2 separate regions of the Sus scrofa genome follow, and region 1 is linked to region 2. A link is a contact called in public Hi-C data. All regions are on one chromosome and are shown on one strand. The core of a region is the stretch at or near the end of the contact, and the rest is flanking DNA. Distances in the headings are between cores, read along the strand shown. Region 1 overlaps DYSF (dysferlin). Region 2 holds the start of LOC100521659 (cytochrome P450 26B1).

Region 1 (3,231 bases), core at 271-2,770, 530 kb after region 2:
GAGGGAGCCAGGGCCAAGGAGCAAAGAGAGGAAAAGGGAAACGCGAAGGGCGAGCTGGAAGAGGGGAAAACAGCAAGCAACAGACAGAGGACAGGCTGGGAGCAGGCAGGGAAGGGAGCCCTCCCCTCCCCTGTCACCCTCTGTGAGGACCCAGGTCTCCCAGACACACCAGAGCCTCGAAGATACAAAGTCACATTCGCCCCTCCCCGCCAAGAGCCCCCCGCCCGGCCACCCCATGAGGGATGCTCCAAATGGGCAAAAAGCCTGGAGGAGGGGAAATTTTATTGCCCACCAAACCGGCCCCAGGCAGCAACACACGCCCCTCCCCCAAGCCAAAGCACTGCCACCTGGACCCCTAGAGGGAGCTCAGAGTCACCTCCTCCAGGAAGCCATCCCCACTGTCCTCCATCTGCTCTGGGAGCCCTCAGCATGCAGAGATGCCTTTCACCTCATTTCCAACACCGATACCAACACTGGCTCCCGCGCAGGCGTGGGCTGCACTGGCCAGAAGGCAGCCCCCACCGGAGATGCCATCCAGTCATCTGGCCCCCTCTGCTCCTCTCGGGCCAGCCCCCCATCACCACAAAGGTCTCAAAAGCCTCCTCCTCGCTGGTCTCTCCAACCCCCAACTCCCCGACCCACCCCTCCCTGCCCCCAGACAGCTTCCCAACACACCCATCTGCCGCCTCTCCGGTGGCCCAGAATCTGAGCTCCCGGCCTGACGTTTCACAGCCCTCTGGGACCGCTGGAGCCCTCTTCACAGGGATCAGGTAGGGAGCCTGGAGGGGGCTGAAGAGGGGATACGAGAAGCTGGAGCTTGGCCACGGCAAAGAAGACAGAAAAATCCTGCTCAGGCGTCAGGCTTCCTGCAGGACCAGTTACAACAGCAAGACTAACCTGTCTCCACCCCGTCCCTAAGGATTCTTAAAACCAAACAGGACCCAGGACCTTGGCTTGAGTTTTGACCTTCCAGTGCAGGGGAAGTGGCGGGGTTCTGGGCCCCAGGGCTGGGGCGGGAGCCCTCTGAGGATGAAGGGGTCACAAGATCACCTTCTGGGGTGGTTCCCTGGACCAGCTGACACTCCATTCAACCCACTGGGCCTGGGCCGCTTAGAACAGGCTGGCCTAACCCAGCCCTGTGCCCAGCACACCCCCCGGGACGTGCTCCCCTCCGGCCCTGCCGACCCACACCCGCCTCAGCCTGTGGCCAGCCGGCCTTACAGAAGGACACTTGGCCCTCTTTGGGGTCTGGCCCCAGAGCTGCAGATTTTGATTTGCTTCCTGACAACAAGACCGCAGCCAGATCCCTGCTCTTGGAATCTGAGCCTTCACTGTTATATATTACAAATCCAGTTATTAAGGATTTGAACTTTTTTTTAATAACTCATCCCTGGGCTGGGTCTTCTTCAGAGCAGGCTGTGGGTTTTGGCCACAGAGGGCTCTCAATCAAGAGAGAGGGCTCCGTGCTGCTTCCCTGGACGGGACTCTGAGCCCCTTTCCAAATCGGCAGTCTTTCGCAACTGCAGCCAGAAGCAGGAGGCTGCCTGTCAGGCGCAATTACGGCCAGCTCACTTGGCGGACCCCACCTCGGTCTGGGAGCTAAAGGAAGTGAGGTAAGGGGCGCGGGGCCTGCGGATCCCACATCCTGACCCTGCACTTCAAGTCCAAATTGCCCCGAAAATGTCAAACGGTGTCCGCTCCCAGCCTGGGGATTCCCTGGCGGCAGGAAGTGGCTGCCCTTTTCCCAACCCCCATCTGACCAGGGCTCCCCTTCCTGTCTCTCTGCCCAGGCCTCTGCCCCGCTCGCTCAAAGGCCCCGCTCACAGATGCGTAGGAGGCTGTAAGGAAACGCGCAACTCAGCCCCCACAGCAATGGGCACAGCCTTGCCTCCTTCGGATGCAAACCCCAAACTTCTCCCAGAACCTAGGAATCCCTGACCCACCCTGTTCCCTAAACAAGCCAAGCCCCAAACTGGTGCCTGATCACCTGCACCAAAGGCATGTTCCCCACCTTCTCCCTAAGTACTGCAACAATGTCTCCTCCGCCAGAAAGCCTTCCTTGACTGCTCTGGCTCCTTAAGAACATTTTATTCTTGAAAACATGCCACCTGGTACTCAGTCAGATGAGGCTCTGCATTGCTGTCCCTGGGGTCTGGGTAAATGGGGCTTCCAACACAGCAGCCATCCTTCTAAGGCCAGAATCACACAGGACACACCCAGGCAGCCCAGGATCCATGCAGAGTGCAGGAAATGAAATCGAGACAGGGGCCCATGTGACAGATGCGCACTGGCGCACCAGGATCTGGGAAGGCATGGCCTTCACCTTCCCTCTGTCCCTGCCCACCAGTCCCCAGCCACTGGCCACAGCTGTGAGGGTGCAGCTCACCTCTTCCAGGATCCCTGATGTATCCTGCACCTGGACCACGCCACGGGACAGTTCGCATCCAGGATACGGGGGACGGGGGAGAGAAAGGAGGATGAAAGTTCACCGTCAGTGATAAGGAGCACTAAGCTGGGGCAGAGATCAACACACCAGACAACCCCCTAAAAGGAGCCAGTAGGGAGTTCCTACTGTGGCTCAGAAGGTTAAGAACCTGACATAGTGCCTGTGAGGACACAGGTTCGATCCCTGGCCTCGCTCAGTGGGTTAGGGATCCGGCGCTGCCGCAAGCTGCAGCGTAGGTCGCAGATGCGGCGTGGATCCCGTGTGGCTGGGACTGTGGCGCAGGCCAGCAGCTGCAGTTCTGATTTGACCCCTGGCTCAGAAACTTCCCTATGCCACAAAAAAATTTTTTTGTAAAAAAAGAGCCAACAGAAAGCACTTCCCATCTAAGGTAAGGGTCATGCGCTTCCTAGATGTACCCTCTGCATGGTCCCCAAGAAAGAAGGTGCAACAGACATTGATGCTGAGGAGCTGGCAGGAGAGGCCAAAGCATAAATCTAGAGCCCTGGCCTCTCCGGAAGGGACAGGAGAAAGGACACCAACAGGCAAGTGGTGGGTCTTCCTGGACGCAGTGCAGGGCCCAAACCCCTGGAGCTGCCGTGGGGGCCTGTGGACTTGGAGAACCGAGGAGAAGCAATCTAGACGCCCCAGGCCTGGTGGGCCTGAGAGTGGGGCTTGGACTGGACAGGAGAGGAAAAAGGAGAAGGACCAGAAGGGGTAGGAGGAGAGGCAGAGGGTGGAGCAGGGGCAGGGGGTAAGGAGGGCTTGCACGGTACCCACTGTTTGCA
Region 2 (2,909 bases), core at 168-2,667:
TGCACAGACACACGCAGAGCACCAAAGAGAACACCCAAACCCGCAGACATACCACACAGCTCCACAGACGTCGGGCCGACCCGGGGACACACGCGCGCGCGCACACAGGTGCGGCCCCGGGCCACACGCACATCTCGCACAGGCACGCGCTCTGGGCCCTGAGCGGCCGGCTGGGAGAGGGTGGCAGAGCTCACCCGGCATGTTTATTTACTAATTCATCAATGAACGTTTGTACCCAACTCCTCCCGCCTCCGGGTGCCCGGGCCGCCGCATTTGTCCTCTGCGTGGGACAGTCACTGGGACCAGCATCGGGGTTCCTCTGACGCTGCGGGGGTCTGAGGGAACTACAAAGTTAGGGGGTCTCGAAGTATCTGAGAGGAAGGCTGCAACGTCAGCTGCCCGGAACGTGGATGGGGAGAGGGGAACTTCGGGGTCCTGCAGTGTAAGAGAAAAGATGTATGGAGGGGGAAGGAACCTTGGCCTCTGAAGTTTGGAGATGTCCGGATCCAGGATGGGGGACCCCAGCTAGGAGGGGCTGGGAGTGGCAAAGGAGAGGATGAAGGGGTCCAGGGAGATAGGAGCCAGCGGGGTTCCTCGGGATAGGAGCAGGGGTCCCTAAGCACAGGTTCAGGGGCTTTTGGCGCCCCACAGTAGAGGGGTAGTCCGGCCAAGACCTGCGCTGCTGGGGCGACAGCCCACTCGGGACTGCCTGGGGTGGGAGAAGGAGTCCGGGGCCCCGGGAAGGAGGAAAAGAAGGAGGGAAGTATCCTAGCAGCCAAGCGGGCACCGTGCGAGTGCGCACCGTGTGTGTGTGTGTGTGTGTGTGTGTGTGTGTGTGTGTGTCTCATCTTGTCCGTCTGTAGGTGCCGGGCTCAGCGAGACGCCGGCAAGAAGGAAGAGAAGGCGAGAGGTGAACTGAGTTTGATCCTGCTGCGGCTACAAGTGGGTCCGGGGCAGGCGGCGGGCGGCGGGCGGCGGGCGGCCGGGGCGGGGCGGGAGGCCGGCGGGCGCTCACACGCTCCGGCCGCCGGCCTCTCACCACGCCTCCGGCGCAGGGGGGTGGGGGGGTGGGGGGTTGGCGGAGCGCCCACGGCGCAGCCTCCCGCCTCTATATAAACACACGCATCGCCTGGCTTTCCAGACAAATTCAAATTGAGAGAAGCTTTTAAAACCATCAACCCTGAAATCCTGCCTCCTGCTTTTCCTCCTCTTTCATTCCTTTTGCCTTCCTTTCTCCCCCCACCCTTTCTTCCCCCAGCAGCAACTCCAGAGCCGAGAGACTGCGTCCCGGGACGGACTGCCTTTTCTTAATTGATACAATAGCCCAGCTCCGGTTTTCACCTCCTCCCCCAACCCCACCCCGCCTCACCCCTCCCGCCCGCCGCCGCCGCCGCCTCCGCCGCCCCAGCGCCCGCCCGGGGCTCTGTCGCCGGCTGCGTCCCGTCTGGCCGCGGTCCGCCGGCTCCGCACCCGCGCCCGCCGCGCCACCTCGCCCGCCGCGCCCGCCTCGGGGGTGCAGCAGCGACTCTGGGGCTCCTGCGCGCCGCCCGGGGCAGCCCAGGGGCGCTGGGCTCGGCCACTCCTCTCGCCTCAGACGGGGAGCCTTCCCCCTCGCACCCAAAGTTTCTGGGTTCGTTGGAATTTGGGGATTCAGAATTTTTTTTTCTTCCTTTTTTAAGCTAGGAATTTGAGGGGAAAACTTTTGACAAATCGATCGCACTTTCTCTCCGCTAGTTCTCTGTCCCCCCTTCTTCTTCTTCTTTTTTTTTTCCGAGCAGGGGAAGGGGCTTACGAGAGAGGCTCCTGCTGGACAAAGTTTTCCAAAGTTTTCCGAGTGTGATGGTTGCGGGGAGAGCTAATCCACCAGCTTGATTCACAGCTTCATCTCACTACCCCTCGAGCAGCCCCTAAGCCCGCTATAAGGGAACAAACAAACAAACAAACAAAGTTACACTCCGAGTCGCCTCGTGTCTCCTCTCTCTCTTCTTTTAGGCGATTTCCCCCGGTCTCTCCGCTCCCCTCGCAGCCTCCACTTCCCTTCCCTCGGCCCCTCGCTCCTTCTCTGTTTCGGCTGGAGGTGCCAGGACCCCTGGCCGCAGCCTCCCCTCCCCCGCCGCTCCGTCCCTTCTCGTCCGGCCCTCCCCTCCCCCGCCGCGGCCCGCACAGCCAATCCCCCGAGCGGCCGCCAACATGCTCTTTGAAGGCTTGGAGCTGGTGTCGGCGCTGGCCACCCTCGCCGCGTGCCTGGTGTCGGTGACGCTGCTGTTGGCGGTGTCGCAGCAGCTGTGGCAGCTGCGCTGGGCTGCCACCCGAGACAAGAGCTGCAAGCTGCCCATCCCCAAGGGTTCCATGGGCTTCCCGCTCATCGGAGAGACCGGCCACTGGCTGCTACAGGTAAGGGCGCAATCGCTCCATTGCTCTCCAGGGTCCGCTAGCGGCGAGCACCCGGCGGATGGAGCCGCGGACCGGCCAGGGGGCGCCGGGAGCCTGAAGGCACCGGTCCCCGCCCCGCCCCTTCCCTCCTCTCCGCCCGAGCCGCCTGGGCTTCCCTTGCCCGCCTTCGGCGCGGTTGGGAGCCTGCAGGCGCCAGGCGAGCAGGTTCAGAGGGCTGGTAAGAGAGGTTCCCGGACCCGAGAGGGCTCCGAAGACCGACTTTTTCCAGTCGCGAGCGACTCACAGGGGTACGTGGAGCGTGCCCAGGGCTCCCCGCGCAGCGCGAGCCGGAGGGGGTGTCCAGTCGTGAGCCGCTTTCGCCCCGCTCCCATCCTTCGCGCTTCAGGCCCAGTCACCGTCGACTTCTCGGGCTTTGTCAGTGTCACTGGGACCCCAACACAGAGTCAGGGAGAAAAAGAGAGGGCCAGTGGCAGACAGAATTGCCCCCTTAAGGCCCAGGCTGTGTTCCCGCCGTG

Evidence for each region. Hi-C and Micro-C count contacts between places; a contact is called where the count stands out from the background.
Region 1: a contact with region 2 is called in a Hi-C map of subcutaneous adipose tissue, with 2.3 times the contacts expected there. A contact is called at or near these places in 4 of 5 promoter capture datasets (fetal liver, fetal skeletal muscle, liver and 1 more), 13 of 47 Hi-C or Micro-C datasets (brain, embryonic fibroblasts, fetal heart ventricle and 8 more) and 1 of 2 datasets of targeted methods (skeletal muscle).

The regions. Positions count from the first base shown.
Region 1 is chr3:71,098,936-71,102,166 of Sscrofa11.1, forward strand. It overlaps DYSF (dysferlin), which reads right to left. Exons shown (of 57, transcript XM_013996042.2): 38 at 2,387-2,416. Among named protein-coding and RNA genes, the nearest start is that of DYSF, 140 kb to the right of the region's middle.
Region 2 is chr3:70,572,134-70,575,042 of Sscrofa11.1, forward strand. LOC100521659 (cytochrome P450 26B1) reads left to right here and starts at 1,418. Exons shown (of 6, transcript XM_003125033.5): 1 at 1,418-2,394. The coding sequence starts at 2,191.